Regions from separate parts of the Mus musculus genome. Here regions 1, 2, 4 and 5 are each linked to region 3. The links are chromatin contacts, called in public HiChIP or PLAC-seq and promoter capture Hi-C maps. All regions are on one chromosome and are shown on one strand. The core of a region is the stretch at or near the end of the contact, and the rest is flanking DNA. Distances in the headings are between cores, read along the strand shown. Region 1 overlaps Rxra (retinoid X receptor alpha). Region 2 holds the start of Med27 (mediator complex subunit 27). Region 3 holds the start of Gtf3c5 (general transcription factor IIIC, polypeptide 5). Region 4 has its middle 18 kb from the start of Gm30761. Region 5 holds the start of Rxra (retinoid X receptor alpha).

Region 1 (5,631 bases), core at 1,287-3,786, 820 kb after region 3:
ATAACTTTACTGCTCTACAAAAGAACCCTGGCTTTCACCAACTCTGCCTTCCTCTCAGCGGAGCCCCCAAGAACACTCAAAGAAGGGCTCTCCTTGATCTTCCCATCGTGTGAAGCATTTAGGATGTTTCCATGTATGTTTAGGGTGCCCCTAACCCCGCCCATTTATTGCTGAGCAGCATGGCATGGTACGGGGGGGGGGGGGAGTGTCATCAAAGGACATCTTTGTCACTTCTAGCTTAGAGTTATTAGGGAAAGGTGTTATCAGTGTTCCCTGGCAAGGTTTGTGGTAGATATAAGTTTTCAAGCCTGCAGGGTGCATGGCATGGATGGTGACTGCTGGACCATCTTCAGCCCTCAAAACCTGTTTGCCTCAGGCCTACATCATCCAGTGGGACTACTGGAAGCCTCTGGTGGCAACAGCCTCTCTTCTTTCTGAATCCTCAAGTGCATCTTGGGAATTTAGAGTGTGTAACACACACACCTACACACACACACACACACACACACACACACACACACACACACACACACCAAGGCCTGCAGCATCAGGACAGTGGCTACTGCAGCTGTGCGTCTTGCCTATCCTGAAGCCTCCTGCACTCCTTCCGTCCATCTCCATGTTTGACTCTGAACAGACCCAGCCTTGGGCTGTGGGCTCTGAGTGTGTAGCTCCATCCCCAGAGCTGTGAGGTCCACCAAGGCTGGCCTACGCCTGATTTCATCCAGAGCACCGGCCTGGGAGCAGAGGCCTGCCAGCTGCCAGCTGCCAGCTGACCCATAGTGATCCTTTCTCTTGGACAATTTCTAGTCTGAGCTCTTGGATAACTATCCTTGTGATTGTGTCCCATAGGATACAGTAACTGTGCCAGGTCTGACAGCACCCACAGGTGGGAGTCTGAAGCCAGGGAAACAATATTGTCTGCTTTCATGAGCTGGGCTTGAGTCCCAGACCTGGCTTCCTGACTCTCACACCAGGGCATGGGGTACTACTGCCCCCTACACAAGCTGGACCACACACTGACAGCTGCTGACAATAGGAAGACAGATAGAAAGTGATGCTCCAGCCATCTGCTCCAGAGGACAGGGCTCCCTCATCTTTCAGCACCTAGGACATTGGAGCTGGTTTCTTATTGTGGGTCTGACAGCATCAGTCACACCACTTAATGGTGACAAGGCCAGGAGGAAAGCAACCTAGAGTCTTAGGGATTCCGGTCGATGATGCCTTCCTGTCCAGGAGGGACAGATAAAGCCCCCTCAGGATGGGACCCGAGCCTAGGAAATGTCCAGACAGAGAGCCAATAGATGGAAAGATGGATGGACAGATGTATGGATGGTTGAGTGAACATATGGAAGAGTAGAAGAACAGCTGGGTAGACAGTGGGCGAGCATTTGGATAAACAGAAAGATAGATGAGCAGAAGGTGGCAAGAACATTGCATAAATGGATGAAAGAAGGGAGAGAGGAAAAAAGAGGGGGAAGGACAGGGGTGAGAGATAAAAGGAGGGCCAGAAGGGAGGGAGAAAGAAGAAGAGGGGAAGGAGGGGGAAGAGAGGGAGAGAAAAGAGACACAAGGGACAGAGGGAGGGAGATAGAGGGAAGGAAGGAGAGAGGGAGGAAAGCAAAGGGGAGTGAGAGATAAAGGGAAAATAGAAGGGAGGGACAGGGGAAGAGAGGGAAATGGAGGAAAAGAAAGGGAAGAAGGGATGGAGGGAGTGAGAGAGGGAAAGGAGAGGGGGAAAGGGAAGGAAGGGGAAGAGGGGGAGAGGGAGGAAAAGAGGGAAGAAGGGAGTGAGGGAGAGAGAGGGAGAAAAAGGGAGGGAGAGATAACAAGGATATAGAGAGGGAGAGGGGAGGGGGGAAGGGGAGGGAGGGGAAGACAGGAAGAGAAAAGAGAGGGAAGAAGGGATGGATGGAGGCAGGGGGAGAGAAGGAGAGAAGCTATAGTTTCCTCACAGCTCCAAGCTTTCCTCTTACTTGACCTCCTCAGGCAGCTCTGACACTCACTGTTCACCTTTGAGGGTGCATTGGTGCCAGTAGAGTTGCCTTCTTCCAGTAAGCAAGGGATGGTGCCTTTTCCTGGGACCTGGGCCCTCAGCCCCAGTCTTCAAGGTGGGTCTCAAGGCTGGTATCTGAATCCAAACTGCCCTACCTCAGTGCCAGCATTAGAGCCTCTTTACAGCAGTGGTACCTGAAGATCTTCTCCCACGTGACCAGGACTCTTGATATCAGGGCCCTGGGCATGGGGATCCTGTCCTTAGCAGAGATGGGGAAATAGACCCAAGGTTTGCCTCTGCTGCCAATCAAGCACTGGTGATAGGAGCCTAACCTTGCGCATTCCCCAGGTCCTGGTGAATGTTCCAGATGCTACAACCCTGCCGAGCCCTGCTCTTGTCAGCATGGTGAATTGTCTGCCTTGGGACTAGGAGTATTCTAATCATGGGGGGATAGAGTATATTGCAGAGCACAAGGCCTTAGGAGGAACCAGAAGGTCCTGGAAGGAATCAGCCTTGTGCAAATATCTCCAGCAGGGGGCAGTGCTACCCTACATTTGAGAACTGCTGCTGCTGCGGTCAATCTTGGGCCACCCAGGACAGCCTCCACAGCCTCAGACTTTTCATCCATATTAGCACAGCACTCCAGGTAGCTTCTTTGCCCCCAGGGTTCTTCAAGTACTGGCAAGCTGGGCCTTCATCTTCAAGCCCTCAGAGCTTCTCCTGGCATTTCTGAGGGCCTCTGCATCAGCTGACCGTCTGCTTCACTCTCTGGAGTCAGCCAGGATGCACTCCCCTCTGAGCTGCCACCTCTCTTGACTCCCTCAATGCTCTGACCCCCTACCTGCCCGACTTTCCTGACACACATTAGCACTTGCATGGCACTGCTGTCCTCAGGCCCTGAGACAAGGCTAGCCCCATTTGCTCCAAGATGTGCCCACTATACTACCACCACTACACACACTCACGTTAGCACTATTGCTTGCTGATGGGTAGGTCTGTTCTTTCCTTCCCCTTGGCTCCTGGTACTGGGCATAAGACCAGAGAAAGAAAACGGGGGCTTGGTGATATTCCATGCAAACATCATGTGTCCCCAGACCTGAGGCCCTACCCCCACCCTGGCCTCTCAGGTTACACAGGCCTAGAGGCTGGCTCAGCCTGCCGCTGCCTGATTCTACTGCTGATAAACTTATCAAGCCCAGCATCTCTGGTCCAGAGGGACTGCCCTGAGCAGGCATTGCCATGGCAACCAGAGGCAGCAAGGAGGCCTTAGACCAGGTTGCCAAGTGATGCCGGCAAGCAGCCTGGGTCTACTCAGCTGGTGGAGCACTCTGCAGTCCTATGTCCCTGGAGGTGATCAGACCCATGTGCCACCCCAGGGAGACCCCACCCAGACTGGCCTCCCTCAGTGCCTTCTCATCCCGTTAACCGTGGGTCACTAAAACCCAGCACCAAGGGCCCTGAGAACTGTCCTTTCTACAGTTGTTGTCCCCTTGCTCTCTGCCCTAACCTGAAGCCTCTCACAGGGTCCCTTGTCCTTTCTGACTTCTGTAGAAGGGTTAGGACCAACAGAGGACCGACCTAGCTTGTAACGCACGGTGAGTCAGCACCAAGTACAGAAGCCAAGTGGCCACTCCTCAGAGATGACCCTCTTTCCAGACCAAGGAGCGGGCCAGCTTGAGCCTTGGGCACAAAAATTAAATCACAAAAGGGCTGAAGTGGGCTGGCAGAGGGCTGGACTCACGCAGAGGCATCAGGTAGACAGCTCAGCAATTCAGAGACCCTCCAGGTCCCCTACCTTTGGACTGCCAAAAGTCCACATTGAACCTGGGGCTGACACTGGCTCTAGCCAGGGGAAGGCCTGGCTCAGGACAAAGACCCTCTGAGTAAAGAAGAGAAACTGTACCTTGCAAAGTCTCACTAACTGGGGACCTGTGGAAGGAAGGCTATTTCAGGGAACCGAAGTTTTTTGTTTTGGGGTTTTGTTTTTTTCCTCTGTGCCTGAGGAAGTGGGAACAGCAGTATGAAGTCTGGGCTCAGCTTCCCGTTGCCCTCTGCAGCCAAGGGGGAAATACACAGGGTATTTCAGTGAAACGTATGAAGTGTACTGTGACAGAACGCTCCTAGCCTGGGAAATCAGCAGACTGGCTCTGCAGGCTGCTGGCCACAGCTAGAAACAGTTGTCCAACATCACAAGGCCCCTCGGGTCCCATTGCTCCCAGCCTCAGACTAGTACCCAGTTTCTCCCAGGAGTGAACCCATCAGCAGAGAGGGGCGTGAGATGACAGGGCAGTGTCACCAAACTTGGGGTCAGATGAAGCCCGACCTGCAGACAGCACGGAGACAAAGGGCATTTATCACAAGATGGCACAGATGGGGCATTGTTAACCTGTAATTAATCGGGCAGTTAGATGACATCACGTATCTGAGTCCCTCCGTGTGAACCTCCTGCCCACTCTAGCTAGCACAGAAGTAGAAGCTGGGTGCAGGAAAGCCAGGGCTGGGCAGGTAGCAACACAGATTGGGGATGGCTCTGTGCAGGCCTCAAAGGGGCCCCAGGGGAGAGCTTCACAGCACAGCAGACATGGAAGAGAAGACCCTCCCAAGGAAGCTGGGGACTGGAGCTGACCACAGGACCTCCCACTCCCACTGCCCCAGAAGTCTGCAACCCCCCAGATCGGACTCCCCAACACAGGACAGATGAGAACCGAATGGAGATATATTTTGAAACGCTCATATTTGTCTCTCCTCTCATGTTGTTGTTTCTTTTCTATAATCCTGAGACTGCTGTTCATCAACCCCCCGGCGTCTGCACCACAATGTCCCAGTGAGTAGTTCCGTGGGGAGTCAGTTCACAGTCAGAGGCCGGCAGGCAGGCAGGCAGGCAGGCACCGAGGACAGAGCAGGGCTGTTCAAATCACCAAGAAGGGGAAGGAAACCCTGCCCGTGCGGCCCCCCTCCCACCGAAGGAAGTGTCTGTCTGTGCTGTTCTCACGCCTTCAGCCGCCTGGTAAGCGCCTCCTCTGCTGTCTCAGCGTCAGGGTGTCCCAACAGTTTTTGACACTCAAAGCAGAAACAAAATAGGTCCCCCACCATGCCATCCAGTTTACATGAGGGATAAAATTACATTTGTACAAAAATAGATTCATTTACCCTTCCCGGTGCGTTAAACATTCCTCTATCTTTACTCCCTGCGGACGCGGCCTCCTCCCCATGGTGGCCGCACATCCCAGCTAAGGCATGGCTAGAGTTCAGGGCACTCCAGCCCTGAAGCATCTGAAAATAGATGCATCCCCTGCCTCCAGAGAGTCCCCAGAGCCCGACTTCCCCACAGAAGGGGACCTCAGGTCCTTGCTCACGAGAAGCAAATGTACAGGAAAATGGGAAAGTCTTGATTAAAAAGAACACAAAACACCAGTAACTGTGCCGCATCTCCCGTCGTCAGTGGGCAGTCTCTGTATAGCACATGTGTTCACACCATACACGTGTGCATGGAGACCCGGTCACAAGCCCCAGTTCTACAACGGGGACAGCAGATGACTAGCCATTGGTTGCCTGCTTTCGCCAGGTATCCTGGGATGCCAGGGGAGGGGGGCTGGGTGTCTCTTGGCACTGTCACCAAGTTGCCCAGGATCCTG
Region 2 (5,452 bases), core at 2,824-5,323, 760 kb before region 3:
GGGACAATCATCTTTCTGAATCTCCAACTTGCTTCAAACCAAAGAATACTAAAATAAGCCTACTACAGAAATTCAAAGAAAAAAAATCCCATAAAATCTATCAAGGCTCATCTGTCACCAAAACAGATGAGAGGGAGAGAACCAGGGCAGAGGGTGAAGGGTGGATGGGGGGAGGGGGGTTGTAGCAGTTCACAAACAAGAGCAGGTCTCAGCAGCTACCGAGAAAGGCTTCTAAACCTGTTCCCAAAACGTGCCAGTTCCCGTCAGCAGGCAAGCTCACAACACACAGCACACAGACAAAAAGGACTCAGGTAAACACACCGCTTCCAGGTTTGCAAGCCCAGTGGTTGCTGTGATTCACACTATTGCTCAGTTCTCCTTTTCCAACTTTCCTGAGAGCTACGCCATGGACCTGCCCACACAACACACCATAAAACCACACTCTGTAGCATATGGATTCAGGAGAAAGTGGAGCATAATCTAACCCATAGCACTCTCCAGATACTCTCCCAGCATGACAACACAAGACCATAAACGATGTGAGCAGCTAAGCCTTTCCATCGCCAGTCTGTGAACTGTAGGAGTCAGGACCTCCTGCTAAGCAAGAGAAGCTAGAACAGTTGCACCTTCCTCAGGCGAAACCGCACACACCACAGCACACTGCAGCACATTGTATGCACCATCCAGGGTTCTTTAAGCCGCTCTTATAGAACCACCCAATCTCCAGGCTAGGTATACATGATCTAGGATTCCCTATCACTTACAGGAAAGCCTAGAATTCCAACTCTATGGCCCATGCAGATGCAAAAGAAAACTTCCTCTCATGCTCTTTGCAGTTCTGGGAGAAACACTGGGTTTTGGTGGGTCAGCTCCATCTGCAGCAGCCCCTTACCTTGTTGGACCATTTGTATGCTTGCAGAAGCTGGCTGTAGAGTGGGGTTTTGTCCTGCACAGGATCCAGGCTTAGCAGCCCACTGTTATGAAGAGGGTGGTTCTCAGACGGCTTGCCTACCAGGTTGCTCAAACGTTCCAGTTCACTGAAAGTAAAAAGAGAAGCTACATAAACCCGAGTCCACTTCACTCCCTCAAGACCATCACACATCTTTTTTTCTTTTTTCTTTTTTCCTTTTTTTTTTTTTTCTGGTTTTCGAGATAGGGTTTCTCTGTGTAGCCCTGGCTGTCCTAGAACTCACTCTGTAGACCAGGCTGGCCTCGAACTCAGAAATCCGCCTGCCTCTGCCACCCGAGTGCTGGGATTAAAGGTGTGCGCCACCACGCCCGGTTCGGACATCTTTCGAGAAGAGTTTTGCAAAGGTAAAACAGAACAAAACAAAACAAAAACCTAGGGACAAACAAGAGAACGCCTAACTGAGGCGTTCTAATCTCAAACATGCCTGTCCAAACCAGTCATGGTAGCCCACACCTTTAATCCCAGCACTGGGGAGGCAAGTGTGATATATCAAAGTGAATTTGAGGCCAGCCTGGTCTACATAGGGAGTTCCAGGGCTACACAGTGAGACAAAATAAACATTTCCTGCTGTGGATGAATCTGAGTTGTTACACCCCAATATTTAAAAACCTTAGAGCTTCTTTGTGCCCTTAGGTTTGTTTTCCCTCAGGAATGGCAAGAGACGGCTATATTTTGTTTCTCTGTGTAGCCCTGGTTAGCCCTCTCATGCCATTCCAGAGGCAAAACAAACCTAAGGGCATAAGGTTCCTTTGCAAAGGAAGCTGTAGGTTCCCTAAAAACTGGGATGTAACAACTCTGATTCATCCACAGCAGAAGATGTTTAGGACCTTGCAGTAGAGTCTAACACTGCCTCCCATTCAGGATTTTTTTCGGACCCACATGCAGATCACTCCATTTGGCAAAGCAGCAAGTACCTGAATAAATCATGATTATTTATCATTTCACATTTCAGATTTGTGCACAGTGCTTCACAGATGGCAAAGCTTAGCAAAACAAAGAAGACATAAAATAAACACCATCAAGGGGGCTGTGTCAAACAAGCTCACTTCAGTCTAGCAAGAAAACTAGGGAGACACTTGGGAAAGTGGGCGAACGGTGAAATCACGAATTCTGGGGAGCCAGTTCCCAGCAGCCAGCAGGACACTGCTAACCACTCCCATGCTGCATCCAACCTCAAATCTTCAGCCACCTTCTTGGCACTACTGTACATTTAATAAGTCAAAGAAATATCAACATTACTAAAGTTTCTAAAGTGATAAAAGGCTGTGACATCCCATTAGAAAGCAGGGCAGAGATGACACACTTCTTTAATCCCACCAGCACCTGGGAGGTAGAAGCAGGGGGGGTCTCTGTGAGTTTGAGGTCAGTCAGCCTGATCTAAAAAGAAACTCTGTCTTAGGGGGGGAAAAAAGCCTCCCTCGGGGGAGTCAATGGAGTGGGGGTAGGGCATGCCATTGTCAAGCTGACAGAACAGGTATGTGTGTAGTTTAAGGAGGGAGTGGAATACGGGGAGGAAAGGCACACAACACTTCACTACTTCCTCCTCCATCCTACTTGACTAGTTGATGGGTGGAGGGAGTCCTGGGGGTTTGCCTGCCTGACACACAGAAGGCACGGAGCTGGAACCAGGCACTATAGAGGAACATGAGGTGGAAGAGAGGAAACCCAACCTGACCAGATCACCAAATGCTCAATTTCAGAAGTAAAAAGCTCAAATCCAAGCCGGGCGTGGTGGTGCACGCCTTTAATCCCAGCACTCCGGAGGCAGAGGCAGGCAGATTTCTGAGTTTGAGGCCAGCCTGGTCTACAGAGTGAGTTCCAGGACAGCCAGGGCTATACAGAGAAACCCTGTCTGGGGGGGGGGGGGAGACCTCAAGTCCTTCCATTCTAATTTCTAAGACAGGAAGAAAACACAAGTTCAGGCACAGAAGACATGCCTACTAAACTGTGTGTGGTGGCACACACCTTTAATCCCAGCAGATTAATCCAGAGAGGCAGAGGCAGGAGGATCTCTTGTGAGTTTGAGGCCATCCTGGTCTACAAATTGAATTCCAGGACAACCAAGACTGTTACCCTGAGAATCCCTGTCTCAAAATCCAAAGTGCCTTCTATGCATGGCATCTGAGTAATGTCTTCTCAGCAAACTCTTAATACACTAATGATGTAAAAGGAGTCCCGTGAGGGAAATATGTAATCCCCAATTATTAGGGGTTAACCTGCTCAAACATTCCTTTCCCGTTGTAGTGAACTGAGTCCTCTGAAACTGAACCTAAATAAATTCTTCCTCTTAAACATCCTAATAGATGTAAGACTGTATCTCTCGAGAAAAGAGCTAAACAAAAGGAATGATGGTGACTGGCAGTGAGGAGCAGGTGGCTTCGGAGGGGAAATGGAAAGAGGCAAAGGTAACGGAGGTAGTCTGAGAATGAGGTGAGGTGGAACTGATGAATTCTAGGCTCTGAGGATGGGAACTGGAGCTCATCGGATCGAGAGGTACGTAATTGGGCCTGGGACAGTGTTGATGGGGAGACTGGCCCGATGTGATGGAGCCCAAGGAAAAGGTCTGATAAGATCGACGAGGTGGAAGTTCCTGAGAAGAGGTTTCCTCATCAGATAGGACCACTACAGCGGGAACCGAGGACCACAGATGACAACCAGGACGAAATGGCCAACAGAATGAATACTAGGTAACGGGACGGGAGACAAGGAGTCCCTGAGAGGCTGACTAGGACCGGGAGATGAGCGAAAGTGACAGCGGACTGTGAATAAAGGAGAGAGGCCCGTGACTGGGCAGACTGGCGCGGGATCCGGGCGGGACAGGTGCCAGAAGGGTCCTCAACCCCGATCCTTTCAGCCAGTACCTACTTGAGGTCCCGGTTGACGGAATGCAAGTTGTCCTGGAAGTTCGCGATGAAGGCCTTCTCGCGGCCCTCCAGCGTCTCTTTGTTGCGCATGCCATCCTTAAGGCAGTCGAAGACCCTACTCACGCTAGAGCGTAGCGCCTGGATGGCGCTAATAGCCTGCGAAAAGGCCTCCAGGTTCACACCAACGCTCAGCACGTCCGCCATGTTGCAGCTGTCACAGCCGGCTTTCCAGAGTCCACAGCCTGAGCGGCGCGCGGCGCTTCGTGATGACGTTGTCCTAGGAGGGTATTGGGATGTGTAGTTTGCGACGTGGCTCCCATCCAGGAAGCTCTAGCGAACTTGGAAAAACAGCGCCAGTCTGACTGAATGAGAGAGTTGACCACAAGTTATGATCTCCATCTAGGGAAGTCATTTTGTCCTCTCCTTTTGCTTAATAGTGAATGACAAAGAAATGCAGAAGCCCACTGTGTATCTCCAAAATTTGAACAGTCACATAGGAATTTCTCAAAACAATAAAATGTCCCCAGAGTACATGAATGAGTCCATATTCATAAATAAAGGGGAAGAACTCTCTTACCTGTAGTAAAATGCCAACACATAAATGAAGGCAGAGTGATACAAGAAAACTGCCACTTGGCAGCCTAAATAATTGGTTAAGGTATGAATCAATTGATGTTTTTTCGAAACAGCAAGGTATTCTATATAGTTTCAAAACGTTTTTCTTTATGAAACTTAAAAGGAAATAGAAAACATTTGGGCTACATGAGGACCTGTGTCCAAAAAGTAAATTAACAATAATAATAATAATAGAAATTATGGTATGTGTCCAAAAGAATTGAAAGCAGTGTCTAAATGAGATGTTTGTACTTCCATATCCACCGCAACCTCATTCACTATAGTCAAGTGTGAAAGGAGCCAGATATCTACCAACGTATAAGCAAATAAGCAAAATGTGATTATATATGATACAAATTGATATATACTGTGACATCAAAATGGACAATATACCTTTCAAGTTAATGGAAGATCAAAACAGGGAAAATAGACCTTGCAGCTTAGGGGATCTGTTTGCAGTTAAGACAGTTAAGAATAAGTTCCTCTGTCCTGTGCAGGCTAAAGTTTCTGTTTGTAATTAAAGAATAAGTTCTATTTGCCTCATGTTAAGTCCTTGCAAGTTAGGGTTTTTATTTGTAATTAAGAATAAGTTCCTGGGACTAGAGAGATGGCTCAACGATTAAGAGCACTGACTGCTCTTTCAGAGGTCCTAAGTTCAATTCCCAGCAACCACATGGTGGCTCACAACCATCTGCAGTGGGATCAGATGCCCTCTTCTGGTGCATCTGAAGTCAGCTACAGTGTACTCACATACATAAAATAAAAATAAATCTTAAAAGAAAAAAAAAAGAATAAGTTCTTGTTCTTTTTGTTTGGTTTGTTTTTGTTTGGTTTTTCGAGACAGGGTTCCTCTGTGTAGCCCTGACTGCCCTGGAACTCACTCTGTAGACCAGGCTGGCCTTGAACTCAGAAATCCACCTGCCTCTGCCTCCCAAGTGCTGGGATTAAAGGCGTGTGCCACCACTGCCCTGCCAAGTTCTTGTTCTTTAGGTAAGCTGCAAAA
Region 3 (5,330 bases), core at 2,632-5,131:
TCCAGGGCTACACAGAGAGACCCTGTCTCAAAAACAAAACAAAACAAAACATAAATGAACATATAGCCTTGGGGGTTTTCCAGATTCAGACCACAGCAATGGAAGGGCAGAGAGCTTGTTACCTTGGTCTGTGCTTGGCTGTGCTTGGCTGCACTTGCTTTTTTTTGGTTTTGTTTTAGTTTTAGTTTAGTTTAGTTTTGTTTTTTTGAAGGCAGGGAGGAGATCGACTCTTCTTGCTGGCTGACCTCAGATTATAAAGCAAAGGATGACGTTGATCCTCTGACCTTCATCTTCATCTCCCAGTGTTGGGATTACAGATGTGCACCACCACACCTGGCTTACTTTTACATTGAATTTTTATTTATTAGATTTGCTATTTTATGTGTATGGGTGTTTCACCTGCTTGTGTGTCTGTGTGCCTTGTATGTGCCTGGAGCCCTTGGAAGTCAGAAGAGGGCACTGGATTCCTAAACCTGGTGCTGCACATGGTTGTGAGCCACTAGATGGATGATGGGAACTGAACCTGGGTCCTCTTCAAGAGCAGCAAGTACTCTTAGCTGAAGAACCACCTCTCCAGCCCCAATGTTTGTTTGTTTGTTTGGTAAGCAAGGAGTGTGAGAGCAGAGGTCTAACAGTTGGTTCTCTTCTTCCACTGAGTGGGTCTCCAGTGGAACTTTGATTGGCAAGACTTGCGTGGAAAGAAAGCCCTTGCCCATGGAGCCATCTTAGCCATCAAATAAGGCCTACCTTATTTTCTGAGACAGGGTCTTTCTGAGACTGTGTTTTGTATTCATGGCTGGTCAACAAAGCTGCTGAAATGACTTGTCTCTGCCCACGCCCAGTGCAAAGGTAACAGGTGAGTTTTGTTTTGTTTTTAACATGGATGCAGGGGGTCTGAACTCAGGACCTCATGTTTGTACTTCCCGAGGACTTTGCCCAGTGAGCCAGCTGATGGGATTTCCCACAGGATGGATTATGGCTCTGGAAGTCAAGAGGACTTCCATACCTTTGGTCCTGCACTTTCAGGTCACAACATCAGTAATTTGTCATGGACTTGGATGGGGCAAGTGTTCCTGGAAGCCATCCCTACAGAAAATGAGCATCAGTCATTTCTCTGCACACAGAAGTGACTGCAAGCCACACCCACACATCCTATTCTGTCTTACTGCATTCCCAGCTCACTCCCCCTCAGCCAAGCCCCCCATACTCCTCAGACTCCCAGCAAAGGGTGACCGAGGACAGCATGGCTGGAAAGGGACAGATGTACTAACCAAATGCAGTTTAAAACATGCTCCCACGTGAGCATAGTGATACAGAGCCTCCCAAGGCCTTCAGGAAGCCTATGTGTACTGAGGGGCTGTGCTGTTTACATTTCACTAGCTTTCCATATGTCTTGGCTAGGCAGCATTTTGGAAATATTTAACTAGGCAACATAAACTATATCTACGAACAAGCTCTGAAACCTGGTCTTGTTCATGGTTCCATTTTGCTTTGGAATGACAAGCTGACCGGGAAGGACAATGCCCAGTGACATGGTTTGTTCTTTTTGGAAGAGAAGCCTGTGAAAGACTCCATTGTCGGTCATTGTCATCCAATGATGAGACCCTGAACATGTGTATAAGTGGGCACAGATGGAGCAGATGGACAGCAAGAATACTGGCCCTGGGACTAGCATAAGCCTTTCAGGGGGCTCCTGAACTCAGGAGACCTCAGGCTTGAACTGGGGTTTCTTAGTGCAGCAACTTCTCCATCTTCCAGGATGTCATGACCACTTACCGCCAGCAGATGGAGGGCTTGCCCATGTGAATGTTCTGTCGCCATCTGATGGCCAAAAGGAAACATTACACTTCTCATCCAGTCCAAGGAGACTCAACGCCTAGCAAGGGAATATTAAAGAAAGCACCTACTATGTGCACTGTGGACTGACCTTGAGAATACAATGAGTTATACCGCATCTCTGTTGAAGCTCAGAAAAATATTTTCCAAAGATTTCCTTTTCACTAGTTGATAAAAGGCTAGTACTTTCCCCACTCCTGGTTCCTCCAAAGGCACACTGCCAACAATATTCAGCGTTCTGCAAAGCCCTGGATAGGAGTGTTATGCTGCTTGCCTGACGATGCTTTCCTGTGGATTTAGGCTCTGCTACACAGCCAGCATCCCCTTTCCATTGCCTTGGGTCATCTCAGGGGCTAGGACATCTGCCCTTCTCCAAGTCTATGTATCAGGAGCAGGACCTGAGATTTGCGAGCACATTTAGACAGCTAAGGCCCAGAACGTCCTTGGTCCTAGAGCAGTGGCTGAAGGGGTGTTGGTCACCAAACTAGTGCGCCCCAGTTCTGAGCCTTGTAAAATTCACCTTGTGTGCCAGGGCCTGTTGGAAAACTGAATCTGAAGAGGCTGGATGCAGAAAGATGGGTAAATGCCATGGGCTTGATTTTTCCTCAACGTTATCTTTTCTAGGTGTAATGGTAGGTGGGAGGGAGCCTAGAGATGGGACTCAACACCTTGAACAGTAAGCACCTCTTCCATCACTGAACAGCGTCTCAGCCTCCAATTCCTTTGCTAGTTGTTCTTGCTACTCAATGTGAGTTCTAGAAGGACAGGCTTTCTGATTCATCATCCACTCCCCACAGACCCAGGCATGCAGGAGACTGCATTTCCTAAATGCTAAATGTGTGGACACTGCTTTCATTAGCTGCCTGATCCTTTTGGCTCTTCTCAGCTTCCAGTCTGAAGGGTCTGATTAGATAGGTAAGTTTTTGTTTGTGAGGGTCTGTGCGCCAGATCTGGCTTGGATCCCAGGCAGGACCAAGTCTCTTTCTCTCAGAAGCTTGGCCTGAGGACCTCAGGTTGGTCCTTGTCTTTGTCTCCCCTCCTGCCCTTCTCCGTGGTTCCTGTTCACATACGGACATGCCTCTCTAGAATGAGATTGATTCAGTGTTCTGTGGCCACGTGTCGATCTAGGCCTGGATTGAATGAGTCATGAAAGTGTCGCCTCATTCATTCACTGGCTCACAACATCTTTAGTGAATGTATACTCTGTGTCTACCCCCGTGTTCAGGTCTGAGAGGTCCGCAGCAAAGCAATACTTACCTTTAGGAAGCTGCCAACACAGTAAAGCAAGGCCAGCATTAAGCAAATAAGGCTGTGCTCCCCGATGTGTGCGTCTGAGTGCCGAGTGCACCAAGGAAATCAGCAGACTAGGTTTAGGTTATCATGGTGGATCCCCAGGGGAGATAAAGCCTATACATAAACCTAAGTGATGAAGAGAAGCTGACAGCTAGGTGGTGGGGGGAAAGAGGGGTGAGGGTCCCGCTGAGAACAGGAACAACGTGAGATCGCTTTCTAAGATCATGTTTATATCATAAGGAGAAGAGATGACAGCTGAATATTGAGAGTGTTGCTACATTGGATGAGGGGTTTACCGAGGCTCCATGTAGCTTAGAAGCAGCTTTGTAGGTTCAGGAACCGAACTTCTTCTCATTCAGAGGTAGAAGCACCGAGTTCAGCAGACTTACCTATCTAATCAGACCCTCACAGAACCAACAGGTGAGTAGCCTATGTTGCAAATTTTGCTAAGCATGCTGTGCGTACATCCTAATATGGGATGCGATGTGCATCTAATATTTTACTGTCATCTCTGCAAGATGACAACAAAGGCTTTGAAGCTTGTGTATTAAACTCACAGAGGTGTGATGATAAGAAGTTATCAATTTGTTAATTTACAGTTGCACTCAGCCCTAAATACATGCACACAGGAGCAAGGCTAAGAGGACTCAGTGGACTGCTTTTTCTTTGACAGCCGAAAACCAGCTCAGGGATGAGAGGCGGGCCAGAGGACGCCTGGGGCACGTCTTCAAGCTCTCATTGGACGGGATATCCGGAAAAACCCGGTCGAATCCTGGCTTGTCTTGGTTGGGTCGGCTGGTGGGATACGCCCTCGTCTCGCCCCTTTGTCCAACCCTCTTCATTTTAAATTAAAAAGCCCCCAGTTCTGTGTGGTGTAGCAAAATAAACAGTTGCGGCGACGCACTTCTTCCTGGAGGCCTTCGAGTCTCCATGATTTAAGGAGACGAGAAAGGTAAGGAGGACCGGAACAATTCCTTCGCGGAACCTTTGAGGTGAGGCCTCGCGGAGCCATTTGAGAACGGACCGCGGCGGGCTGGAACCAGACTAGTAGGCATGGCGGCGGCGGAGCCGGATGCGGACCCGAAGGCCGCCATCCCTGTGGACCTGCGGCGGGAACGGCGCTTGGTGTGCGTGGAGTACCCGGGCGTAGTACGTAACGAGGCCAAGATGCTACAGACCCTGGGCGGCGAGGAAAGCGTCTCTCGAGTAAGGAGCTGGGAAACTCCGGGACCGCGGGAAAGGAATCGTGTCTACTGAATGGGCGGGACCACCGGGCGGGAGAGCGGTTTCCGTGGCAACGGAGAGTTTAGGCAAGCTCTAGGACCTGTTGTGAACTAGGCGGTATTTTCTTTCTGTCCCCAAATGTGAGTAGCATGCTTGGCATCTATCCCAGGACAGTGAGCTGCTCTGACCTTATTGCTCTCGGCAGAAAACCGAGGCACGGGAGGAAAGAGAACTTTTCCACCACCTGTAGTTGAAACTAAAAGTGACACAATTCGCCGGCGTTGTATTATGTGGTTAGCACGTACAAAGTGCTCTCCCGCCCCCCCTTGGTTTTTTCGAGACAGGGTTTCTCTGTGTAGCCCAGGCTGACCTCGAACTCAGAAATCCGCCTGCCTCTGCTTCCCAAGTGCTGGGATTAAAGGCGTGTGCCACCACTGCCCGGCTTTTTTTTTTTTTTTTTCCTGAGACAGGGTTTCTCTTACAGCCCTGGCTGTACTGGAACTCTGTAGACCAGGCTGGCCTCGAACTAGAAATCCGCCTGCCTCTGCCTCCCGAGTGCTGGGATTAAAGGCGTGCGCCACCACGGGCCGGCATTTTTTAATTTTTATTTATTTATTTTTTAACATGCCACAGTCCTTTCAATCCCCAGGGCCGGAACTGACAACATCTGCATTTTACAAGTAAACAGGCCACATAACCACACAACAAGTAGTGGACCTAAAGTGATGCTCTGTGGAATCTTGGAATTGTTTCTTTAGAAATGATTTCCCTGAACATCTTAGCATAAGCAGATTCTGGCTCCTTCCGTTGATAATTCCACTCAGATTTCAGTTTGATACATGTATTACCTGTTCATGTATTACATTTATTACTTGGCCCTGGGGCTGTAAACCGAGCTAGGATCTCTCTTGTTTACCTCTGTACTAATATCTGTACAGATTCCCCATTTTATAAAAATTTATCAAGTATTTGGTTAA
Region 4 (5,406 bases), core at 2,270-4,769, 980 kb before region 3:
CGAGGAACTGGACATGCGCTCACTCTTTGGGCTATCCTCAACTACTTTGAACTCCATGTGGCTGTTTCCCGCCTTGGGCATGTCTGTCTAGCATTTCCTTCTGGTCCTTCTAGACACTGGGTTCTCCCTCAGGACCTCCTTCCCTGTAAAGCGAGGCTCTCTCCATTACCCTTCTTTTTCACTAGAGATGCTCTGAGTGAGGTTTCGCTGGAAACCTGGACTGTTGGAGCAGAGGCTGCCAAAGCTCTGAATGCATGGTCTCTGGCTTGCTGGGCGACCTCTGATAAGTTATTAACCTCTTTGGGTTTTAGTTGATTCAACTGGTGAGGCAGTAGTAAATGAGGCATGGAAAAGGCCTTGGAAGGTGCTGGTATCCTGTGTGCCGTGTCATACACCAGCAGAGATACCGAGACAGCCCAAAGATAGCAAGACAGAGATAACAAGCAGTTTGCTTTTAGTCACACAGCCAGTCAGAACAATCACAAATAAAGCTTAGCTGTCAAACCTACTGGTTCTGCACTTTCTAAAAGGAGAGAAGAAATTGCCAGAGAAGGTGTGAACTCAAGGCTTCAAAGACAAAAGGTGTTGGCCAAGTTAGAGATCATTCCAGGTGATCTAGGGCTCTGTACAGCAGAGATGTGAGGAGGGGGACTGGGGAGCCAGGGTACCTTAGAGCTCTGGGAGAAATCAGACTCACCATGACCTTGTAGCCACTAGAGTGGGCTTCAAATCTTCCTGTTGTACAGCAGTTTCCTCTAAACGGAAACATTTCATCTAGAAGGGAAATTCCAGAAGTAAACAATTAAGTCTCAGGAAATCCCTGAAGCTTAGCAGATGCCAAGGTCCCTCCCCTTGTATAATCAGTAAGGCCTGCTGAGGAGAGGAGACTCCCTGCTTTATTGAGTCATGCCTGCCTGTCATGAAGAGAGCTCCAAGGTCCCAGTTCTTCCCAGCTGTCCTCCATGCTGGGGTGGGTTGATACAGGTGCCTTTGACTCATTTCTGCTCTCTAAGAAACCTCAAGAATCTCACTGGTTATCAAGTCAGACATTAAGTCTACCCTGGGACCACTGGGGTAATGGTGTTCACTTCTCCCTAGGAGTAGTGTCACGCAGCACTCCTACCCTGAGATGCTGGCAGATTTGTATCCCAGTGTAACCAGTCTTCCGTTTTGTCATCTGTAATACAGTCATTAGCTCACAGGCTGTGAGGGAGCATTCAGATTAAAACTTGCATACAGTAGGTGCTAAAGAGATAACCACAGCTGGTCCTTGTTTACCCTGTGCCCTCAGCTTAGAGGAATCCAAGGCCCTGGCACTGCAAGGGTGGCGACCTCGGGTGGCCTTGTCCCGAGGTCAGAAGTGAGACCTGCAGAGGTTCCCAGGAGCCACTGAGATCGGGCATCCTGTTTGGCTGCTCCAGGCAGGGAGAGAGTAGGAGGGAGGGGTTGGGGAGGAAGGAAGTCTGGCTTCTCTCTGTGCAGACATGCCCTGGGGTTTCCAAAGAATTCATTAGCTGTTGCAGCTTTGAGAGTTGATTAGAAAGATGATACCCCCCACCCCCGCCCCACACCTTTTTTTCTTTTCTCTTTTCCGTTGGTTCTTTCAGTCTGCAGCCAGTGGTCCTTGGGGACCTTGGGGACAGCCAGTCAAGGCAAGCGAGGCTGTACCTAAGGGACTGAGACCATGGGTCCCCTGTACTCCCTCCCTCCCTTCTCCTCAACTGCCTTTCCTCCTCCTTTCTCTCCCTCCCTTTCCTTTTCTCTATTCCTCTCCCCTTTGCACCCCACTCTTGCTCACCCTCCCCCTAGGCCAGGGTTGGACACACCTGCTGTGCACAGTGGTTGCCTGATTAAGGGCGGATTGATTGGCCTCAGCTCTCATTAGCATATAGTTAGCAGTGACCCTCTGCCTGGCCTGCTGCCTGGGCTGACCTGAATGGATCCGCTGCTGGTGGGAAGATGGGAGCTTACATCAGGCGCTCCGCTTGGGGACACCAGGGGCTTCCTCGGGGAGAGGCCGGTGGACAGAGGAGCAGGCCTGCAGGCGGCCAAAAAAACGCTCCGGGAGAAGGGGAACTCGGATGCAATGCTTTCTGGGAACTTGACCAATGAGGGATCAGAGAGCCATCCTTGCTCTCCCCCCACCCAGCAGGGGTGGGAGCCCCTCCCCTTCTGATTCTTTATTCTGCAGCAGGTGTAGTTCGGGGCTCAGGGCTTATTTGATGTTTGGACCCTGCTTGGCCTCTGTAGCATGAACAAAAATGGAGATGGGGATATATGGTCCCTCGGTCTCTGAAGAAAAACAGTCTAAAGCTTTCAAGTGCGTAAAGTGGCCGTAGGGGACAGTGACCATAAAGGGCACAGGCTATGAAGTCCTGAGGGCAGGGTGGGATCCTCTGAGTAGGTGGAAGCCTTCCTCCTGTTCCCTGTGCACAATGTATGGCCAGGCTGACCTTCAACCTATGGTGGTGGTGGTGGTGTATGTATGCTCAGTTTCTTTGTAGTTAGCTTTCAAAGATGTGTTTTTAAATTATATGCATGTGTGTGTGTGCACATGACTCCAGGTATCCTGGAAGGTCTCTGCAATTGGAGTTACAGGCAGTTGTCAGGCACTGGGGCCTGAACCTGAGTCTTTGACGAGAGGAGTCTGCATGCTCTTAACTGCAGAGCCAACTCTCTAGCACACAGGCACATTCTTTTGCAAACATGTAAAAAAAGGGCAGTTGTCAGCCCCATGGGTGCAGGGACCTCTTCTGCTGGTCTGTCCCAGCATCACCAAGGGCACCTGTGCATCACCCGTGCAGTGCTGGGGATGTGGGTGCTGAGCAGGTGTTGGCCAAGTTAGAGATCATTCCAGGTGATCTAGGGCTCTGTCTCTTTGGGAACCCTGACAGAACATCTGGCTCTTTTCTGTGGCTTTGGCCTAAGCTTTTAGAAGATAACATGTGTGTGTGTGTGTGTGTGTCGGTGTGTGTGTGTCGGTGTGTGTGTGTGTGTGTGTGTGTGTGTAGTCAAGTTCAGGTAACCCTCTGGCAGGTTATGGGAGAAATAGGGTAGGGAAGACAGACAACCTGGCAAGTGGTTCTTGGTCAACAAGGAATAGACTGCCCTGATGAACAGTTGGCCAGATTCCACATCCCAAGCTACTATGGTCCGGGGTCCCTAGGATGTGGAGCCTCCTGGGTCACACCACTTCAAGCTCAGACCCAGGTAGGACTTCAAAGATGGCGCTGGGAGAGCTGCTGGCTTGGTCTAGCCTGTGAGTAAACAAACAGGAACCCCTTGAGTCCCCTGCAAGCCCGGACCTCAGGAACAAGGCAGGCCTGTGGGAACTCAGCTTCCATACCTGGGCTTGTGGATCCTCTGGCAAAGTTAGTGCCAGTCAAGGAGGTGAGGCAGTCCCAGCTGGCTGGGCCCGAAGGCTTCCGGTGAAGTTGCAGCCCTTTGAGACACTGACTAATAAGCTCTTCGCTTTCTGAGCTGAGTGACTCAGTCACTTCATATAGGATCCCATCTGTCAGTTCTCTCAGAGCCAGTCGGTTTCTAGGCCTCTGGCCAATTAAAAAAACCCGACTAGCTTTGTGTGACTCTGCCGAACAGCTAGTCCTGGTGAGCGTTGTTTGCCTCTGTGGAAGGAGGCCTCTTGGCTGCCCTTGTAGATCCTGCCTTGGAGAGAATTTCAAGTTGTGTGGACAGAAAGGACCAGGAGGCAGCAAGCTGCAAGGAGACACGCCCCCGATACATAGCTGAGCACGCCTCATGAGTAGAAGGCTGTACAGGACAGGAAGTGGAGATCTCATTCACCCTTTGCGTCGATTTGAGTTTTGGTACTCGACACCCTGGAGAGACCTTGGACTTTAGGCTTGATGTAACTGGGTGTGGGGGCAGGGAGTATGGACAGCCTAGGTCGTCCCCAGGACTGGTCACACACTGGATTCTCAGTCTCCTTTGTGCCCCTCAGCCAGTTAGCCTTGCTAATGTCCAGGGGTTGCTTGGGGCCCGAACAAGCTGCTGAGGCCAAGGGGTGGAAGCTGGGGCACCATTGCTTCTGGTGACAGAGACAATGTATATTTCCTGTGGGTAGCCACCCTAAGGCTGATTTGAGCTGAGTTAGAAAACCCCTTTAAGTGTAGGGAGAACTGTCCATGTGGGTGCCTAGGGCAGAGCTACTCAAGAGGTGAGTGCTGGGTTGTAGTTTTTATAGTAAAAGCCTTGGCTCCAGGGGCTTCAGCAGCTTGGTTTGGCCACCATCCTGATACATCCAGCGTGCTAGCTAAAGAGGCCTGTGGTGGTGAAAGCAGGGAGAAGCTGTCCCCCAGAGTGTGCACACTGCAAAATGTTCACTAGTGTGTGCACACTGCAAAGTGCAGATGAAGGGTCTCAGGTCCATCTTCAGGGAACTGATGTGAGGATTCAAACTTTAGATTCAAGTAGAATTGGGAGAGGTACCCCTTCCCCCCACTGCACCCGGGGGAGGGGCGCAAGAGGTGTGCTGACTCAGCCATTCAGAGCACACACACTGCTCTTGCAGAGGACTCAAGTTCAGTTCCCAGTTCCAGGGCATCTGGCGTCCTCTCTTGATTTCAACACACACTTGTGCTCACACAGACACATAAATGAAAATCAGAAAATAAATATATATATATATTTTAAATGTGCCTGCCTCAGGTCTATAGGGTACTCTGAGAAAGTCCTTATTGCCCGAGGGGACAAGCTGGAGCTCTGGAGGTGGACATCCCTGTTGCAAGGTGTGTCCTCTTCCTTTCGAACAATCACTGTCAGCTGGTGCTGGTCTGTCTGTCCTATGAGGCTCTGCTAGTTCTGGAATCTAAGGTGACATGTGGACAATGGCTAGGATGTTACAGGGCCTGGAACAGAACATTGGAAGCTGATAAGGCTTCCTTCCACTCTTACCTTCGTAATTTTGGCTTTGAAGGAGACTGAGAAGGTCATGGTCCTCCTGGTTCTAGACAAGAGTGAGTGACACACAGGCTGTAGGCATGTGACCATAGTAAAGCAGACAAATACGGAGCAGAGGCACAGACAGACTCATCCTGCCTTTATTTACCAGGGTCTACGTAAGGAGACCATGAGCAAAATATCTAAAGGGAATGCCAGTTAGAGGTGCCTTGGGACTGCACAGATCAAAGCTGTCCACAAAGGAAGTGGGGACTGAACCTGTACCCCAGAACCCATAGCAGAACAGCTGTCAACCTGGGCCTCTTCTTTCAAAATTTTATTTTCATCATTGATTTGTATGTATGTATGTATGTATGTGTGTGTGTGTGTGTGTGTGTGTGTGTGTGTGAATGTCTATGAATGTGTGTGCATATGTGGGGGTATGTGTGTGGAGGTCAGAGGACAACTTGTGGTAGTCACTTCTCTCCTTCCACCATGTGGGGCTGG
Region 5 (5,510 bases), core at 2,359-4,858, 910 kb after region 3:
TAAGCCATCTGTAAGGTTCCAGGCCTACATCTTAAGACAGCTGAGCAAGGTCTACCACTCTCTGCAGACCCTGGCCTGTACATGCGCATAGCAAGACCCCATTCCCCTAGAAACAGGAAGTTCCAGGCTGCCTCGCTGACTGCTGGTCCCAAGGCTATCTCATACCACCTTCTATGCAGTTTGATTCTGTCCACACATGCAGATCCCAGAGTTCCTTTGGTATGTGCAGCCAGCCCTTGGGTGGAGAGGAGCAGGCCTGAGCACCCCTCCATTGTCCACAGAGTGACAACCCCTCTATAACACTCCCTTTCCTAGAGGAAGGCATGAGGATGGGATAGGGGTCCCCACTCTTACACTCAACCTCAGAACCAGTTACGGGAGGAGGCACTAGCAAGGAAGTCAGAGGGGCCTCCCTGAGGAGCTGCACCTAGCCCCAGCGCTGAAGGACATGCACAGCTGGAAGAGCCGCCCAGGCCCTAGACCTGGGAGCCAGCCCACAGCAGCTGCCCCATGTGATCAGCTGCAGGCTCGACTCTGCACCCCACACACCCCACAGACTCTGAGCAGTGCAGACCTGGGCTGTGTGTAGAGCTCCCCACCCTCAGTGACTCCTTCCGGTGGGCCTAGCTCTCTGAGCCCACATCTGAGACAAATGCTTGTGCCCAGCACAATAGTCACGGCCAGCCCAAAGAAGAATACTGCCAGACAAGTCCACCACCACAGTCAGACCACCATCAGGGAGTCACTTTTTCTCTCCCTAATACTTCCTCAGTCAACAACGAAGTCTCCTCCAGCGTTTCCCAAAAGAAATGCCCAAATCAGTAGACAGCCAGGGGCCTAAACATGAACTGCCTAGTCAGGCCCAAGCTGGACTCCAAGCCCAGCCTCCTGAGAGTCATGTGACTCTGTTATTTCGGGACTCCCGGAATGTGCTCTATTTTGGGTCACAAGGGCTCTGATGTTACTAAAAGCCCCCTCAGGCAGGCCCCAAGCTCACCAGGTCCCCAAGTACCACACAAGAGGGTGGCTGGAGGTCTAGAGCCTGGCTTCTGGAAACCTGTTACTCTCACAAGCAAATGGGCCACTAACAGCTGAGAGGGGCAGTGCAGGCTTGAGACCTTTGGACTCTGCAGGCTCAGCCTTCCAGTCCCACCATCTAGGCTGAGGCCAGCCCTTACCCCAACTCCCCAACTGGCATGGAGGAAGACCAGCCCTGGACAGCAGAGCCAGGAAACAGGGGCTGCCTGGGGCAAATTCCCCAACCTCCCTTCTTTCTTCCTAGATCTGTCCTGTGCAGATCAGCTCAGTTGGCAGAAGCTTGGAGGCTGCCTGGACCACCAAACACACACAGTGCACACTGGAAAGAGCCCTGGGTCCCGGACCCCAAAAGGGGCAAGGGAGTGAAAAAGGGATGGCCAAACTTTCCTAGACACTTCAAGTCAGACCCAAGCTGTCAGTGGGGACCCTGGACGAGCCAGATCCTCTGACACTCAGCCCCCAGGAGGGATTAGGCTGTGTTGACAAAAGGGCTTAGGCAAGTAGCCGCTTAAATGGATCTTCAACTGCACTGGACTTCAGAGCTGGTCACAAGCTTAGTAAAAAATAAAACGTAATCAGAGCCCAGGACTCAGCCCTCAGCCCTGGGGCACAGGCTGCCTGGGAGGCCAAAGCTGGTCCTGAGAGCCACCACTCTGTGAAGCCAACACAGCAGCTCTGAGACATAACTCCTCTTCATGGAGACTCCAGTCCAGCCGCCTGCAATGTCATTGCCAGTTCTGTATGTGTCAACTTTGAGAACGGGCTCTGTCTCTCCTGGGGTGGTGTTCCCATCTCAAGACCTAGCCAAAGTAGTGCCAGGCCCTGGCCGTGTCCCAGGCCAGAGACTGAGCAAAGCATTCCTGTCTGAAGGACCCAACTCTGTGTGCACATCAAGGCTTGAATGAAGGAGAAAGAGATGTCTCAGGAGCCTCCCACCCCCACCCCACCCCAGGCCCCACAGCAACAAGCCACAGTAACAAAGCTTTCTTGTCGGCTGACTTTGGCAGGGGGTTACAATGCCAAATCCACCATTTGTAGCCTCGAAGTGAAGCCTTCCCCAGTCAGTTTCTCAACTGCAACAGGGACAGGAGTTTATAGCCGGGGAGCTAGACCCCCAAGCTCAGGTGTGCTCCCACTGTCTCTATCACTACTCATAAGGATGGAGAGTCTGAAGCTGTGACACACTTGTAACACAACCCCAGTCACTTTGCAGCAGACCTGTTTGTGAGAAGGCTGGAGGTTAAGGAGGTACCACCTCCCCAAATCACCAAAAGTCCTGGCAACCATGCTGGGTTCTGATCACCCCTCAGGGTAGCCAAAATGCATCCCAAACCTCATAGGGGGTGGGAGGCAAAGAGGCAATGATCATCGTGGAGCTTCGTCCATAATCTGCTGTCCTGATTTCCAATCAGCACAAATTCTTCACCAGCCTGACAGCCTGGCTGCTGTCCTCACCACCAAATTAATATCTTTCCCGGAGCTCATTTATAAGTCTCCCTACCCTGCTTCCCTCTGGCTCCCAAACCCCAGGGAGAGTAATGAGTGGGGGGCTCTGACCCTGCTTGGTTCTACTCCGGGAGTTGGCAGGCTGTTTGGGGCTGGGTGCTGCTGGCGGGAGGGTTGCAGGACAAGAAAATGATCCTTCTGCCGATGGGTTGTCTCCCCTAAATACTGAAAACTAGGGGTGCCAGAGTGTGGGGCCCCAGTCCTGGGTTTAATCAGAGACCCAGAGTGACCGTGCCCACCTAGGTTTGGTCTGCTGTCGGGGAACGGCAAGATCGCAGACTCTATCCTGGGCAAAGAGACAGCCAGGGGCCAGCGGCCTTCTCCAAGCCACAGCCCGACGAGCCGGGAAGAGCAGTGGCCTCCCGGAGCCCAGCGCGTCGTCCCCATCCCAATGCCAGGGAGGCCCGGAGCCCTCCAGCGAGCTCAGAAGTTGCTCCTCCGGCGTGGCTCGGTTCCCGGATAGCTAGAGCTGGGCGCCCCGGGGGTCCGCGGAAGCGCGAGGCGCAGCGTGAGGGTCCCTCTCCACGTCCCGAGCGAACCTGCGCTCGCGCCAGCCCGCCGCCCACTCCCGCTCCTCGGCAAGTCAGAGGCCCGGCGTCCTCGCCCTCTCCCGCCGCGCGCCTGGGCCCGGGAAAAGTTGCCCTGTGCCCACTCGCCTCCCCGGGCCCGGCGCGCTAACTCTCGGTACCGCCACGGCTCGGGGCCAATGGGCCCGGCCGGACCCCCAGCGCGCGCTGCGCACGCGCCCCCGCCCCGCCAGCCCCGGCCCCCTCCCTCGCCCGCGCCGCCGCGGCCAGCACTCACCGAGCGGCAGGAAATGTTTGGTGTCCATGTCTGCGACTAACTCATGCCCAGCCGGCGGCGGAGCAGCAGGGCGGCAGCGCGGCGGCCCCCGGCGCGGCCCGCCCGGGGCCCGGGCGGCGGGGAGCCGGCGGCGGCAGCGGCGGCGGCGGCGCGCGGAGGCCGCGGCGCGGCGAGTTGTTGCAAAAGTCGCCCAACAATGTAAACTACTTGTGCCTGCGCGCGCCCCGCGCGCGCACCCGCCGCCCGCGCCTCCGCCGCGCGCCCGCGACCCGCTCCGGCCCGGCCTGCAGCGGGGCGGGGGGGTGGGGGGGGAGCGGCGGGGGGCCCGCGACGGGCGCGGACTCGGCGCAGCGCCGTCGCCGCCACTCGCCCCGCCCGCAACCGGTGCGCGCCCCGCCCGCCGCTGCCGCCGCCGCCGCCACCACCACGGCCACCCCGCGCTCGCAGCCCGGCCCCGAGTTGTGAGCGCCCTGCAAACTTGCAAGTTTGCATCTGCCAAGGGTTCCCAGGAGCCGTGGGGCGGCGGCGTGGGAGGAGGGCGGGGCGGTGGGGTAAAGCAGCCTTCCCTTCCCGGCTGCCCAAAAACCCGGCGGCCCGCGGTGGTGGTGGAGGAGGAGGAGGAGAGCCGGGCCGGGAGGAGAGCCCCGCGGCCGGGCCATTGTCTGCGCGGACACACAAAGAGGCCGGCCGTGGCCGCGCGAGGACCCTGGTCCTGCAAGGCTCCCTGCAGAAGAGCCGAGGCCCTGCGCATCCCGGTGGACACATGGGGAAACTGAGGCCGGTGAAGGGCCGTGAGCCAGAGGCAAGCAGCTGGGCAGGGAGATGCTGCCCTTTGGACGTCCCAGTCCCCTTCACCTAACACGCGAGAGGCCCAAAAAGGACCCTGGTGTCTGACCGCAGGCCAGACAGGCAGAGGGGGGCTGGGGTGCTGCTCGGGGTACCCACGTTAACACGACGGCTCTCACCCTCCTCAGAGGCGCGGGGCTTGAAGGGCGCTACTGCCGGCTTCGGACATCACCCGTGGCCCCAGGCTATTTTTATACCTTGGTTAGCTCTCTGCCCTGACTTAAATTCATGATTTGTTTGTTTAAAAACGAAAGGAAGCACTCCTACCCAGGGAGAGCCTGGGCCTCCTCCGCAACCCGCCCGCCGACTTGGGCAGCTGGAATTCGGATTTGGGTGTGAGCTACCTGAGCGGAGCCAAGCCAGCCTCCCTAAGCGCAGAGTTCCCCCTGCGCCAAGCCAGGCAACCGGCAGTCCCGCCTCCCTCCACTCCCAGCTGGTGCCTGCCAGACCAAAATCCAGCGTGGAGGCCCTGGCAGAGGGGTTTACCAAAGTCCACAGGCTGCACAGAGTAGGTGCTGCCCAAAGAGAACACCTCCCCTCAAGACAAAAAAGAAAGCTCTGCGTGGGCCCACTACCACCGTCCTCCAGGACTGCACTTTTTCTCTGTAAAAAGCAATAGTTGGCCGAACTTGGTGGCACACGCCTTTAATATCAGCACTCGGGAGGCAGAGGCAGGCGGATTTCTGAGTTTGAGGTCAGCTGGTCTACAAAGTGAGTTCCAGGACAGCCAGGGCTATACAGAGAAACCCTGTCTCAGAAAAAAAACAAAAAACAAAAACAACAAAAAAAGCAATAGTTGTGGGACTCTATCTTAAAGATGTCTTTTAGCAGCCTACCAGAAAAGCTATAGACCTGTCTTAGAGAAAGGCCATGTCTGGTCCTCCTATGTGGGCTGGGAAACAAAATGGGGTTGCTAATGCCTTGGGTTGCACTACAAACCAGGCCTCCTTTCCCAGGTCATCACCTGGGAGTTCCCTTAGTGTGGCACACAACTTGGGGTGCTTCTGGTAGTGCCTGCATCAGGTAGCACAGCTCCATTGGACCCACTGGCCAGGGAGAAAACCCCCAGATTCCTTCCTTGACAGGGCCATTTTGAGACTCTTATGGCAGGCTGTGAGGGGGTAGAACTAACTCCCTGTGTCAACAGCAAGGCCAGAGAGCAGAAAGAGACTATAAGCTTTACCTTAGGGACGTGTTATCACAGTAGAGAGCTAAGACCTGTTCTTCAAACTCCTGGGCCATCCTCGCCAGGGCAACACGTGGTGACCAACAATAAAGTACCAACTTTCTACCCTGGCCAGTGAAATCTGGGCTGC

What was found. Promoter capture Hi-C pulls out the DNA fragments that hold promoters and counts their contacts. HiChIP or PLAC-seq counts read pairs in DNA pulled down with a chosen protein or histone mark.
Region 1: a contact with region 3 is called in a promoter capture Hi-C map of hippocampal neurons, with 2.1 times the contacts expected there. The contact joins the enhancer-like site here to the promoter of Gtf3c5 in region 3. A contact is called at or near these places in 5 of 39 promoter capture datasets (embryonic stem cells, hippocampal neurons, liver and 1 more), 1 of 15 datasets of contacts at CTCF or cohesin (embryonic stem cells), 1 of 484 Hi-C or Micro-C datasets (cerebellum) and 1 of 115 datasets of contacts at active chromatin or transcription factors (astrocytes).
Region 2: a contact with region 3 is called in a FOXA1 HiChIP or PLAC-seq map of pancreatic cancer cells. The contact joins the promoter of Med27 here to the promoter of Gtf3c5 in region 3. A contact is called at or near these places in 4 of 39 promoter capture datasets (embryonic stem cells, liver and pre-B cells), 1 of 484 Hi-C or Micro-C datasets (muscle stem cells) and 1 of 115 datasets of contacts at active chromatin or transcription factors (pancreatic cancer cells).
Region 4: a contact with region 3 is called in a promoter capture Hi-C map of hippocampal neurons, with 2.1 times the contacts expected there. The contact joins the enhancer-like site here to the promoter of Gtf3c5 in region 3. A contact is called at or near these places in 5 of 39 promoter capture datasets (hippocampal neurons, liver, pre-B cells and 1 more) and 1 of 115 datasets of contacts at active chromatin or transcription factors (large pre-B cells).
Region 5: a promoter capture Hi-C map of hippocampal neurons shows a contact between it and region 3, with 2.1 times the contacts expected there. The contact joins the promoter of Rxra here to the promoter of Gtf3c5 in region 3. A contact is called at or near these places in 2 of 39 promoter capture datasets (hippocampal neurons and liver).

What each region holds. Positions count from the first base shown.
Region 1 is chr2:27,762,021-27,767,651 of GRCm38.p6, reverse strand. Rxra (retinoid X receptor alpha) reads right to left here. Exons shown (of 10, transcript NM_011305.3): 10 at 4,333-5,631. Among named protein-coding and RNA genes, the nearest start is that of Gm39777, 74 kb to the left of the region's middle. Within about 2 kb of position 2,536, at least 37 of the 459 cell types and tissues checked have an H3K27ac peak or open chromatin away from gene starts, as enhancers often do. A contact at or near this core is called in hippocampal neurons, where this site is marked.
Region 2 is chr2:29,345,431-29,350,882 of GRCm38.p6, reverse strand. It overlaps Med27 (mediator complex subunit 27), which reads right to left and starts at 4,073. Exons shown (of 8, transcript NM_026896.5): 1 at 3,836-4,073; 2 at 893-1,037. The coding sequence starts at 4,038.
Region 3 is chr2:28,581,830-28,587,159 of GRCm38.p6, reverse strand. Gtf3c5 (general transcription factor IIIC, polypeptide 5) reads left to right here and starts at 3,881. Exons shown (of 12, transcript NM_148928.3): 1 at 3,881-4,335. The coding sequence starts at 4,183.
Region 4 is chr2:29,562,289-29,567,694 of GRCm38.p6, reverse strand. No RefSeq gene overlaps it. Among named protein-coding and RNA genes, the nearest start is that of Gm30761, 18 kb to the right of the region's middle. Within about 2 kb of position 3,519, at least 30 of the 459 cell types and tissues checked have an H3K27ac peak or open chromatin away from gene starts, as enhancers often do. A contact at or near this core is called in hippocampal neurons, where this site is marked.
Region 5 is chr2:27,675,299-27,680,808 of GRCm38.p6, reverse strand. It overlaps Rxra (retinoid X receptor alpha), which reads right to left and starts at 3,608. Exons shown (of 10, transcript NM_011305.3): 1 at 3,349-3,608. The coding sequence starts at 3,376.